2 separate regions of the Mus musculus genome follow, and region 2 is linked to region 1. The links are chromatin contacts, called in public Hi-C maps. All regions are on one chromosome and are shown on one strand. Each heading gives the region's core, a stretch centred on a gene start, on an enhancer-like site or on the middle of the called end of the contact. The rest is flanking DNA. Distances are from core to core; before and after follow the strand shown. Region 1 has its middle 8.8 kb from the start of Lhfp. Region 2 overlaps Frem2 (Fras1 related extracellular matrix protein 2).

Region 1 (6,605 bases), core at 1,186-3,685:
TTGCCCCTCACCAGGTGACAGGCTTCAATTAGCCACCAGCAGTGAAATGGACAGCACTCTGGGCTCTACCTGTCACTTTGTCCCCTTCAATTTGTTCGGATTTCAGATGAAGAAAATTATTATTATTTGCTGCCCTCCTTCAGAGACCAAGTGGGATTGATCATGTTCATTTAGCCTTTATTTGTTTGTTTGTTTATTTATTTATTTATTTTGCTGAGAGTTTGCTGGGAGCTCCAGAGTGGGGCCCGTAAGACACAGAGAAAACAAGGAAACTAATGTTCCAAGTTGGCATTGAGCTGAACTGCCAAAGATTGTCTCCTAAATGCTCTACTCAGTTGACTTGCCAACTAGAGTGAACGGGTGAATGAGATGGAATGGCGGTTGGCTAGTTATATCTCCAAAGATCAATATCTCTGCATGGTGAAAGCTAGAGAGTGCAGGCAACGTGACAAGTGCAGAAGATAAGGGATAAAAACAGAGTTAGAAGCAGGATACAGCGTCGAATGTAGCCAGACACCGGAACGGCACGAGGAAGCACTCACACACGCACACATGCATGCATGCATACACACTTGAGCACACAAAGAGAAAGAGAAAGGTGGGGGGGGGGCAGAAAATGAGGGGAAGGGGAAGCAGGAGGGAGCTGAGAGGGACCCATAATTTCTTTTTCTACTTGAACTTACTTTGGACTCAAAGCGCCCGAAGGCCTAACTACAAGAAAAGTTCTCTGAACCTCAGGAGGCTGACCTTGGCCTCCTACTTCTACCTTTATTGATGGAGGTGCCCACATTGCTATTTGTTTCCTGGAGAAAGCTCTCACTGGGCTGTGGGTCTGATTTGTCTCACTCTCCAGGAAGTACTCACCTTGACTCCAGACTGGGAAGAGAGTTCCTGCTCACGGGTCCACAGGAGCCGATCACTTTAAAGGAGACGTCCATCCTTTATAGCTTCGTTACAACCCCCTGAAAGGGAAGCATGTGCCTGGGGTCTGTGGCCCCTTCCCGCAGAATGCCCCATACTGTCACCTAATTAGGGAGCTCCGTCTGCTGCTGCCTTTGTGAGTAGCCAGGTTGGCTCATCTCCCCAGATGAACCCTTTGTCTTGTGCCTCTTGCCCAGGCTGCCCTTGGAAGCCGAGTCTTGGTTCTAGTCTGTGGGCATTTTCAGCTTTCCCCATTTTTATCCATGTTGTTCGCTCTCATCCTTGGAGGAGAAGGGCATAGACAACTGGACCATAAACACCTCTTCCCCTGCCACATCTCAAATAAAGAGACACCTCTCCTGATGAGAGATAGGTGGAATATGCCTTTCTCAAACATTAACTGACTGCACACCAGGGTTCTTTTAAAAATCATATCAAATAGAGACCGGAGGGTTGGCCCAGTGGTTACGAGCAGTGGCTACTCTTCCAGAGAGTATGAGTTCTGTTTCAGCACCCGCATGATGGCTCAGCCACCTGTAACTCCAGTCCCAGGGGATCTCATGCCTGTGATGTACAGAAGTATATGCAAGTAAAACACCCTATACATTCATGAGTCAATTAATTATAATACAAAGTAAACTTGTTTAAATACATCACTAGACTCTAGTCTTTGCTACGTAAAAAAACCAATGGCTTAGTAGGTAAAGTACTCACTGAGCAAGCATGAGGACCTGAGTTCAGATCCCTAGTGCCCACTGAAAAGGCACAAGGAGCCAGGACCTGGTGCTGTATGCAGACGGGGAGCTTGCTGGAGCTTGCTGGAGCTTGCTGGAGCTTGCTGGAGCTTGCTGGCTATAATTCAGCCCCAGATAATGAGTTCCAGGTTAAGTAAGAGACCCTGTATGAAAAAGTTAGAGATGTAGAGAAAGACACTTAGCATTTACCTCTGGCATGCATGCACATGTGCACGTGTGTGTGTGTGCACGCATGTGTGTGTGCACACACACACACCACAAACACATAGAATAAGGCACATGACTATATTCCAAAGGATATATCTTTAAAGTCAGTAGCTTTTCATCTACTTAGCATTGTATCTTATATCATCTTAGATATCTCAAGCTAAAAATATTAAAAATAGGAAGCCCACATGACACAAAGACAGAACATCAATATATCTTTTCCTAAAGAGTCATAACTAACTTCTGGCCATACTATGAGGAGTCAACATGCAGGGTCTGGACCTTAAACAAATCGATAGTGACTCAGAAGCTAGTTGTAATTATTTATTATTTATTATTTATTTATATTCTGGTCAGAGCCTTTACCTAATCAAACCAACATGTCCCATCACTTGCCTGAGGAGAGATGGTCAAGCCCTTCCTGTGTTTCCGTTAGGGGTGAGGGCTTGAATAAATGCAGGCACTGGGATTGTAGGGCATTTTCTGCAATGTCCTGTGCTTGTTTCTTGATACTAGAAGCCCCCTAGTGTCCAAAGTGCAGCAAAGGGGGCACATCTTCCATCGTGTTTCCTGTAGGGAGGAAGGAAGGTAGTGGACTGCAGCTACACTGACTTTTCTGGTAATAATGACTAGCTTCCCAGCGCCTCTCTGTTCAGAACACTTTAACCTGTGAGCATTGTGTGGCTTAGTACAGAAGTGTTGAAAATACCAAGAAACCACAGGTTCTCAAATGCCTTCTCTGCTATTATGCATTCATTCTTTGGTCGATGGGGTTTCTCTGTGTAGCCCTGGCTGTCCCAGATCTCTCTGTGTAGACCAGGATGGTCTTGAACCCGGAGATCCACCTGCCTCTGCCTCTAGAATGCTGGGATTCAGTGTGTGAGCCACCACACCAGACTTACAAATGAACTCTTATTTTGGTCCTCATTTTTTGTTTTTGGTTGGGTTTGGTTTTCAACCTCACTGGGCTTTTCTTTCAGAGTCATGATTCTTAACCAGAAATTACACGTATTATGCTTACTGATAAATTGCTACATTCTTTCATGCCAGTTGCTGTGTTGAGACCATCATGGGTCTTATTTGAGCATGCGTGCAGCTGAGGGAGGGGACCGAATCACCTAGATTAGAGCAAGTTTGAATCTGGTGAACTGGAAGAGACACAAACATCTGCTGCTTGTGTGATGCCCTCTCATTTGCATTTTTAAGTGTAAAGAAAAAAAAAAGGAGGCACAAAAAAAGATACTTGTGAGATTTTAGCATAGTTAGGAGGCAGGAACACCCAGTTCTGGGCTTGATTTAGCTGCCAAATCGCTATCTGACCTTGGACAAGTAACACTGTAAAGTGGGGCATCCGATTATCCTGTTTCCCACACCAGGCACAGTGGGACAGCAATCCGAGATCCACTGGACTGCAGAAACAAAATCCAAGGACCCCAGAGATGGCTTAACAACACAAATGTCTTCCTCATAGTTGTGGTGGGTGTGGAGTTCTTCAGAAGACTCCGTATCCGCTGAAGCTAGCTTCCGGGCTCACTGACAGCTGTCCTCTTATCTTTCTCCAGTTCACCTTATCTGGCAGAGGGGAGGAGGTCCCTTGCTGTTGCAGCTGCTGCTGCTTCATCTTGATCATCATGATCTTCTTCTCCTTCCTTTTCCTCTTCCTCTTCTTCCTCCTCCTCTTCCTTTCTTCCTCCTTTTTCTTCCTCTCTCACCATCACTCATTTGCTGTGTCTGCACAGGGCAGAGAAGACAAGGGAGCTCTCTGGCCTTTTTCTTTTTTTAAAGCCCTGATTATAAAAGTATTTCCCACATATTTGTTCATCTCCTAATGACCCTCTCCCAAACACCATTGCGTCCAGGGCAATTAGACTGTGTAATGAGCCAGACAAGGCTGATGGCCAATCAGGCTGGTAGCAGATTTCTCGCCATAGTATGCAGGTAAAACCATATGGAGACAACGTTGAATGTCCAACAACATAGGAGAGACCCAGGTGAGCTGTCACACATACCCACAAACCCCAGAAAGGGAACCAAAGCAGACCAAATAACTACTGTACCAAAGCCCAGCTTGGCAAACCAATGGGTTTTAGTGTAGGAGTATGAGCAAGGGTTTACAGGAGCTCCGTGACTTAAAAACAGGTACATCAACTGAAGAGCAGACCCCAACACAGTTAACAAACCGCGAAGGCTGTAACCCACCACCACCCGGCCCTCTGCACAACTCAGACAGCTCTACAGAGCCAAGGAATCACTACAGTTAGGTCGCTTGATCAGCATCTCTTCCCCTGAAGTGGTTTGCTCCTCCTATAGCTGGGAAGGGAGTGGCCTTGTGACTCTTGAAGGCTTTTACCCTCCTAGACAAAGTGACATTCTGTTGACGCCAGTCTTCCCCACCCCCACCTCACTCTACCTCGCCCCAGGGAATGTTTCAGCTTGGGGGAATCTGCTTTAAGACAAGGTGACAGGCCCTTTTGTCACAGACAAACTTTTCCTCCTTGCCTTATTCCTCCATTGCTGACACAGAAATAACATCATGGTTATTTTTAAGGCCATAATAATAATGACATTGTGGTAATAGTACTAACCACTCAGAACTAGGGAAATTGTCTTTTTCTCAAAGTTTTTTCAAGTCCTTATTTCAGATCATCTGTTTGTCTTTTGTTTGTTTGTTTGTTTGTTTTTCCCTGCTGGACAGTTTCAGCTGAATTCTTAAGCATATTCAAGTTTGTACATTAAAAGACCACCCAGCACATGCAAATCTACATTTAAAACCACGTACTGAGGCTGGAGAAATGGCTTAGTGGTTAAGAGCACTTGGTGCTATTTTGAAGAAGCCAGGTTCAGTTCCCAGCACCCAGAGGGTGGTTCACAAACAGCCGTAACTAAGTCCAGTTCCAGTGTAGCCAATCTCCTCTTCTGACCTCCCTGGGTACCACACACACTTGTGGTGAACATGCATACATGCAGACAAAACACTCATACATAAAATAAAATAAAATAAAATAAAATAAAATAGTTAATTTAAAAAAAAAAAAAGCTCTGTCTACTGTTCTGAGAAATTTCAGCTAAGATTCATTTGCCAGGCTCTGACTAAGATCAAGTCCCAAAACACAACCTGGTGCCATAAACATAAAACCAACATTTTTTTAATAAAAAATATTTTTTGGCCAAATATTTTCCAAGTTAAAGTGTAACTGCAGTCAGAGGTAGACTAGCCAAGGCAGCACAGTGAATTCCTGCCCCCACAACTGGATTGGCCTAGATTTGATCTTGCAGGATGGTATAGCATCCACTCACGGGCTCTCTGATTTTTAGGTAAGTTATTTAATAACGTTTACTCATAGTGTTGTTTTGAAAACTAAAAAATGCATGTGAAAATTTTCAGCACATGGTAATTACTCAATAAGTGATAAATAATATTTAATAAGACTTTTACTATCTTAGAATCATCTGGTAACATGTCCAAACCTATCTAATCTATCCTTATAAGATACATTGCTATATAGAATTAGGTGATGGTCCAATAATGTATTGTTTTCCATTATTTATTTTATTAAATTATAGTATTTATTGATTTTATGTGTGCATATGTGTGTATGCATGTGAAACATGTCATGCCACCCATGGGTGGAGATTGGAGAATTCACAGGAGTCAGATCTCTCCTTCTCTCCTGTTGCTCCTTAGGACCAAACTCAGGCAGTCAGGTCGGAAGCGAGTGCTTTTCCCAGCTGAGTCATCTTACTGGCCTGCCGTGATTTAAGGGAGACACATTTAAGGAGAGGATTCACTCTACAGAGTTTATGAAGAATCCAAAATTTGGTTCCCAATACCAGGTATAATTGTGCATGCCTGTAACCCCAGACCAAGGAGATAAAGACAGTTGGCCAGTGCAAACAGAAGTTCAAGGGAAGCCTGGCTATATGAGATCTTTCTCTAAATAATAAATTCCAACCACATAAATAATCAGAATGCATCTTAATTTTAATGTATTGTTGGGTTTGCAATATTAAAATGATGATCAGGAAAAAATTTCCTTGTAATTGGTCTTTGATAATCTGGTATATCTATATGGTACATATATACATATATACATATACATATATTCATATATATATATGAATAAATGTTTACCCTGCATTCGTGAAATCCCAGTGTGAAGGCTTGAGAAAGCTTGCCTGCTGAAGAGGCTTTTGCTCCTCCTGCACTATCTCTGAGCCCATCTTGTCAATCCAGTCTAGCAGCCACCTAAGGCATTCTCCTCTGTAACTTGAGGACCAGGTGGTCACTGGAGTAATTTAGATAGGCAAAAGCCCTTTGGGTCACAGAAAACATTCATATGATCTCCAGAGTCCTTACTAAAAGGCGTTAGGTCAAAACCACAATACCACTTCCCTATTTTTCTCAATTCTAATAACTATTCTTGAAAATGATTACTGGGTCGGATAAAAAATAGTTTGCAAAAATATCAATAATCTTCAATTCTTGAAAAAAAAAAGTCACACACTGAAATTAATCAAATCCAGGAATCAGACCATAAGCTCAATGAACCTCTACATATTTAGAGAAGCCATTCAGACCAGAAGCTGTGACGCTTCACATAATAGTTTGTCATTTCAGTATCGCATCTATTTTATGCCCTTATCCTCCTCTTCTCCCCGTTTACTACCTCGAGTAGAGAGAGGTCTGAGCTCTAAGCAGGAGGAAGCGTGCTGAAACAGTAC
Region 2 (6,605 bases), core at 1,087-3,586, 480 kb before region 1:
ACTAAGGGCAAGGATACTCCAAAGGGCTCTGGAAGCACTGAGCCCATGATGTCCCCGCAGAGCCACTACAACGACAGCTCGGAGGTGTGATGGCCTTCTCTTCCGTGTGCCTCAGAAGATGGGGCAGGACCCCCGACTGCTTGGGAGCAGCAGCAGAGAACTGAGAGCTTTCCGTGACAAAGGTGCTAAGAGCCCCTGACTGTATTAAAAGATTTTGATTTGATTTGAACTCTATTGCGCCATGCATGCATCAAAGGACAAATTCAGGCCACATCTTTCCTGCTGCCCAGAAGGCATCCAGGATGCTTAGAGCCTTGGTGGGCGGGCAGGGGAGGTGCTTCTTGTATTAGGCAGCGGGTAAGATGAACCAGCTCCGAGGTGCTCAAAGGTGCTCAAGGACTCTCTGGGAAGTCTGAGAGGAGATAGCTATCACTCTGTTTTGTTAGTGTGAAATTTGAAGGTGCTGTTATCATTTGTTTATTCTTTGTATAACTGAACTGTTTGAATTGGTAGGCCCGAAGCGTGACAAACACACGGAAATGACAAGTTGTCTAATCCGTGAAGACAACATGAAGTCATGACCAGGGCTAGTTCAACCCACGAATCACCTCTTACTGATGGGAAAACATAGAAGGAATGACTAGAAAAAAAGGAAAATTTGTTTGGATCTGAATTGCTTCTCATTCCCCTCAGACCTCCTTTGTCTCACTTGCTTATTTAACATTCACTTAAACCAAAGAATATATTAATTCTGGAAACGGATTTTTAAGAGACTAACGTCTTCGGGATATATTTGCAGCCAGGCTCTCGTTAATCGGCCTCACTGATAACCCAGCCTTGGTGTGAAGCAAGAGAGTTGTAGACGTGCCGGCAAAGAGACACCATAGAGTTAGATTCGCCACACGACAAGGTTCTCAAGAACTGAGCCTAGATGTTTACAGTATTGAACCCGTGCATAGTGAGAAACAGCTTTACCAATGGTGAAGGGTGAGAGTGATATTTATTAACATGCTTTGGACCACCAGAATGCCTCTTGGGCGCGTTTTCTAGAACAGTGATGGCAAATGAGATTAGTCTTAGAGGAACAGCCGCACGACACCATCCGGAGCTTATATCAGCCACAGGAAATTGTATTAGGCTAAAATCTGCTCTAAATAATGGGAATCTCTCTAGACATGTCACTCCAGAAATTGACTTGGAGGTGGCCATGGCTGTCAATCATTCTCTTCAGTGATCCAGGAAGAGAACATCTCTGTCTGGCCTCCCCCAGTTCAGCGAGCCGGTGCTATGAGGTTGCCCTCTGGGACCTTATCTGTGTTCTGTCACTTTGATCGTTCACTGTGTAAAAACCTCTTCAGAAGAGTATGTTAGAAATTCTGTTTAGAACAGGAACACTTCAGCAGAGTAATGGCCATTTCCTAAAACCCAGTGAATACATTTATACCAAAATGAATGCCTTCACATAGCCCTCAAAGGCTGCATGAAGCCCCTCACGCTTCAGCCACACCCTGGCCAAGCTGAACCATCCTGGTAGAATGGAGATACTCGGAAGCAAACTTCATCTCAGGTCATTCCTGTATGTCAGTGGGTATCAACCTGTGAGTGCCAGCCTGTCTATCAGTGGGTGCCTGTGAGTGCCAGCCTGTCTATCAGTGGGGAGTGGGTGCCTGTGAGTGCCAGCCTGTCTATCAGTGGGTAGTGGGTGCCTATGAGTGCCAGCCTGTCTATCAGTGGGTAGTGGATGCCTGTGAGTGCCAGCCTGTCTATCAGTGGGTAGTGGGTGCCTGTGAGTGCCAGCCTGTCTATCAGTGAGTAGTGGGTGCCTGTGAGTGCCAGCCTGTCTATCAGTGGGTGCCTGTGAGTGCCAGCCTGTCTATCAGTAGGTGCCTGTGAATACCAACCATATCTTGACTGAGAAAGGGAAGCTGCACTGGTCCTGAAGGAGAAATGCCTGTTGCCTGCTTCCCTCTCCATCCAGTGTCTTTCAAGAGATGAGACACACTGTAGCACCCTTCTGTTGGGGAGCTTAGCGAGTCCTATCTATAGCACAAGTGTCCCCCAGGGGACTGACTCACAGGGGCAGAAAGCGTTGTCAGCCCAGGGGTCCACTTATCAGATGGAGTGGTTCATTATCATCCTTTCTTTGTTTTACCTCCAGCAGACCCTTAGCTCCATGTTTGGCTACCTCAGAATTTGGGAATGACCATGTTGCCAACAGTATAGGAACTTCCACTGCTTAGCTTTCAGTTCATCTTCTGAAGATAGTCAGAGCAATTGTTCTCAACTGGCTTGCTGTTTCTAGTGGTTGAGCACTTCCAAGCCTGACTGCCCTGTGGCCTTCAGCTCAGGAAGTGAATATAGCAACGAATGGCACATTATCATATATTGTGACCAGGATGCGTCTATGCCAAATCTCACTCGGCTGTGCATTGTTCTATTGAAGCTATTGTCTATAAGTTAGATGTTATATTAAGTACAAGATAAGCCTAGCCTCCTGCAATAGGAAATGTCAGTATTCTTTCTCTCTCTCCCATCTCTTCTTCCTCCTCTTACTGGTATTTTTTTTTCATAATTTTAAAAGTATCTATTTACTAAATATGTGGCTTAAAATACAGTAATCGTTTTAAAAATCTTTTCAATAAGAAAAAAAAATGTTTTTTAAATAAAGTAAGTCTTTGTTTTCAGTATTTTGTTTTTTTAATATTATGATATTTTGAGAACAAATACTCGAAGTAATTTCCCATAGAGAATAGGCAGTCAACTCTAGTTCTTGACTTCCTCCAAACCTCCTGATAAAGACCAACATTTGGTTGGTATTAAAAGCAAAGATAAATGTTAGCATCAGTGGCCCTCCTAAGCATACAAGCAACAAAACATTAAAACCCATGAATAACAGGACTGGAGCAATGGCTTCACAGGAAAATATACACAATACAGTGTTCAGTACTGGGGATGGTACCTACGACTCACACATACACGGTGGGTGGCACTACCTCTGATCTACAGTACAACCCTTTCTTAAGGTTTTGGCTTGATACTGTTTAGCCCAGACTAGCTGTGAACTTGCTCTTTCGCTCTGGCTGGCCTTGAACTTTCAGTCTTCCTGCCTCAGTCTCCCACATAGGGAGAGTCACAGCCCCCACCAGCACTGTCCTCTTGATCATCCATTCTGACTAACGGCTAGAAACCAGGCCACTCACCCTGCCCTCAGGCAACTGGTAATCAAGTAAGGCTCTGTCTTTGGAGGGAGGTGAACAGAGCTTCTTCTAGACAAGCAAACAGGGCCATGTGTGTATCTATCTGTGTCCCACAATGAAACTTCTTAGAACATTATCATTAGATTCCACTCTTTCTTTTTTAACCTCAAAGCAAGCCTAGTATGACGTCTGCTGCCCTCCCCCCTCCCTGCCCCCACAGCCTGTCATTTGTAAGGACTCTGTGTATGCTCAGAATCAAGGAAGCGCCTGTGCGAAGCAAAAAGTTCTATCCAGCCACCTTACTATAAACTCTTTCCCAGCACAGCCGTTTCAAAGTTAACATTTAAACCCATGTAAAGCCAGGCATGGCGACTCACACCTTCAATCTCAGCACTCAGGAGGCAGCAGCAGCAAAGGGATCTTTATGAGTTTAAGGCCAGCCAGGTCTCCATTGTGAGTTCCAGGATAGCCAGGCTGTGTGGACAGCTACTGTCTCAAAAATAACATTAAAATAAAATTTAATAGGAATATGGCTGGCTGTGATGGTGCATGCCCTTAACCTTAATGCCAGGACTGGGGAAGCAGAGGCAGGTGGGTCTGCATAGTGGGTTTCAGGTCAGCCAGAGCAATAGAGAGACTGTCTCAAGACCAAATCAAACAGCGAGCATTTTCTCACACTTGGGTGCTGGGAGTCCAACTGTTTCTGGGAGGAGGATTATGAAAGTGACAATCTGGGAATTAAATGCAGAATCATAGTTTGCATTTTTAAAAAAAGAACCTTTATTTGTTCTTCATGAACAGCATATTCCCCAGTCTCCCCCTCCTCTCGTACCCATCCTCCATCCTTGCAACCTCCAACAGAGAAAAAGAAAAAATCTCCTCGTGGAAGCTGTAGTATGTGAGTGTGTCTCATGGTATACCCTTTTGTTTACATTTCCTTGCTTGCAAATGGTCATTGCAAGGAGTCCTTTCACTGGTACAAGGCTTCCGGCTTCTGCTACACTATCAGTATTGGAACCTCACTGGGACTCCTCTTGGATATCTTGATGTTGCTCTGTATCATGGAGATCCTGTAGGTTTGGATCTGTAGGACCAGCCCCATTCATGCACTCATGGATGGGGTAGATGTTGGGAACGGCCAATTCATTCATAGATCTGGACCTGAGAGGTATTTAAGCTGATCAGCCCTCCAGCTCTCACGTTCTCCTGACTCAGGACCAGCTCACCTACAGCGCCTACATTTAGGGCCAGCTCTACTGTGCTGGCCAGAAGAGGTGCAGAGCCTGCTCTCTATAACAAGTGAGTGGCAGGGCCAGCTCTCCTGCTACCGTGGTCCCAGAACCAACTCTCCCACCCTCCTCTCTGCTTCCTACTGACATACATGTGGCACAGAAGCCACATCTGCAGTGTCCCTAGGGACAACCATAGTTTGACTTTAAAGAGTTTGAAAGTTTATTTTGAGAATATGTACTTAATGTTGGTATGGAAACCAATTCAGCCATTTGATAGGGAAAAGAGAGAGAATGTTTGTCGCTTTACAGATGGGAAATCCTTCGAACTGTGTGACCTTGAAAGAGACCACAGGAGCATCTTTTTCACATCCCTTCCTCTTTCTAATCCTGACAGCATCCAGGAGGTCACAGGAGCATCTTTTTCACATCCCTTCCTCTTTCTAATCCTGACAGCATCCAGGAGGTCACAGGAGCATCTTTTTCACATCCCTTCCTCTTTCTAATCCTGACAGCATCCAGGAGGTAAAGAACACAAGAGTTCTCACCAGGTTACTACTAACGAATGGGGCACGATACCTTACCAGCACTCATCTATGTGTAATTTGGAAGAAAACTGTGACTACCGCTATTACAATACTCACAAATGCTTGCACACATATTAAAAAAAAATCTTGACTCTGGATAGAGAATGTGCTACATGCATAGTTCACGTGGAAATAACGCGGGTGATTTTCAAGATTAACACAAAGGTCATTTGTGAAAACCCATTGTGGGTATTTGTTTAAAGGTTAATTTATTTCCTTGAGTCGTTTTCCTAGAAGTGATCCTAATACTGCACAGTAATGGCAAACATTTCAAGACAGGGGTATCAGTTCACAGCCAACCTGGTGTTGAGTGGCTACTTCCACTTTGGTAAGACATTTAAAGTAGGAAATGTTTTCCTCCCTTTACCACCAAAAGACCATAAAGGAGTCAGAGAGCAAAGGAATTGATCCCCTAACAAGAGTTGGTGAAATGGATGGGTTGTAGCTGAAACCCATGGTTACTGGCCTCGCTACCTGTCCTAATGTTCTAGGTTCCTGAATGGAAGACATACATGTACAGCCTTTATCTTTTAATATACCTTAAATAGCTCAGTGGCTGGGCCACTTCCTAACATCCATGTGGGTGATGTACCTTCCTCCAATATCCCCGAGTTATTACTTACTAAAATCTATATTCCGTCTTTGCTACCCTGGACCCAGACCTGCAGACCCTTCGGTTGCATTCCCAGGCGCCTACATGATGGTTCTCTCTCTGTGTTCTGCACCTCTCAGGCCTGGTGTCTCTCTTCCCTCCCTGGCATGGCAGCTACCTCTCTTCCTGCTTCTTCCGTGGTCCCTGGCCTAAAGTCCCACCTCTGTCTCCCTGCCCAGCCATTGGCTGCTGGCAACTTTACCTACCAATTAGAACCCACTGGGGGCAACGCCACCTTACCTGTGGATGTTTGGGTTCTCATGCAATTTGGAGAACCAAATGAACATAATACAAACAGCATTAGACCAAATCCACTACAATGGGCGATCTTCACCATCGGCTTAACTGGACTTAAAAACACCTAGGGCACAAGCCACAGTTCTGAATATGTCAGTGGGGCTTTTTCCAGACAACAGGTATTTTTCTGAGAACAGCAGAGCCACCCCAATAGTGGGCAGCATACCCCATGACCTAAGAGCCCGGGCATTCATCCCTGTGTGCTTCCCATTGCCTGCCTTTAAGTAGCCCAATCTAAAGCCCTTTTTTCATCCTTATGAGCTGCCGGTGAGGTGTTTGGAAATAGCGGTGAGAAATGTAACAACTACAAGGTGGAAACTGTTGCACAATTTGTCTGACAACTGTTTTTTCTGGCCCCTGCAGACACAGGCTGTGCCCACCCATGGGCCCCTTTCACACTGTGAGCACCAGGTGGACCACTGGCTTTGGGACTGTGCTGGGCAGCAAGGGTTCTGCCTAGGGGCTGTCATCAGTCAGCAGGGAACTCTGGGGGGGGGGGGGGGAGGGCGGTGGGGGGGGGGGGAAGGGGTGACGGGAGGGATGCAAGCCAAAATCACAGAAGTTGAGTTCACATTTAATCACATAGGGCTTTCTTGTATGAGCGTCCAGCTTGCTACAGAAAGTCAGAAAAACTCAGCTTTCA

The links. A called contact is a pair of places that touch in the nucleus more often than the background predicts.
Region 2: a contact with region 1 is called in a Hi-C map of the G1E-ER4 cell line, with 2.2 times the contacts expected there. The contact joins two enhancer-like sites. A contact is called at or near these places in 3 of 39 promoter capture datasets (the C10 cell line, hippocampal neurons and liver), 1 of 15 datasets of contacts at CTCF or cohesin (large pre-B cells), 16 of 484 Hi-C or Micro-C datasets (the AML12 cell line, the C10 cell line, CD8 T cells and 11 more), 5 of 115 datasets of contacts at active chromatin or transcription factors (astrocytes, embryonic basal ganglia, embryonic hindbrain and 2 more) and 3 of 9 other capture datasets (adipose tissue, embryonic stem cells and liver).

What each region holds. Positions count from the first base shown.
Region 1 is chr3:53,029,426-53,036,030 of GRCm38.p6, reverse strand. No RefSeq gene overlaps it. Among named protein-coding and RNA genes, the nearest start is that of Lhfp, 8.8 kb to the left of the region's middle. Within about 2 kb of position 2,435, at least 26 of the 459 cell types and tissues checked have an H3K27ac peak or open chromatin away from gene starts, as enhancers often do. A contact at or near this core is called in the G1E-ER4 cell line, where this site is marked.
Region 2 is chr3:53,510,017-53,516,621 of GRCm38.p6, reverse strand. It overlaps Frem2 (Fras1 related extracellular matrix protein 2), which reads left to right. Exons shown (of 24, transcript NM_172862.3): 24 at 1-2,684. The coding sequence ends at 90. It also overlaps the pseudogene Gm23675. Among named protein-coding and RNA genes, the nearest start is that of Stoml3, 25 kb to the right of the region's middle. Within about 2 kb of position 2,336, at least 12 of the 459 cell types and tissues checked have an H3K27ac peak or open chromatin away from gene starts, as enhancers often do. A contact at or near this core is called in the G1E-ER4 cell line, where this site is marked.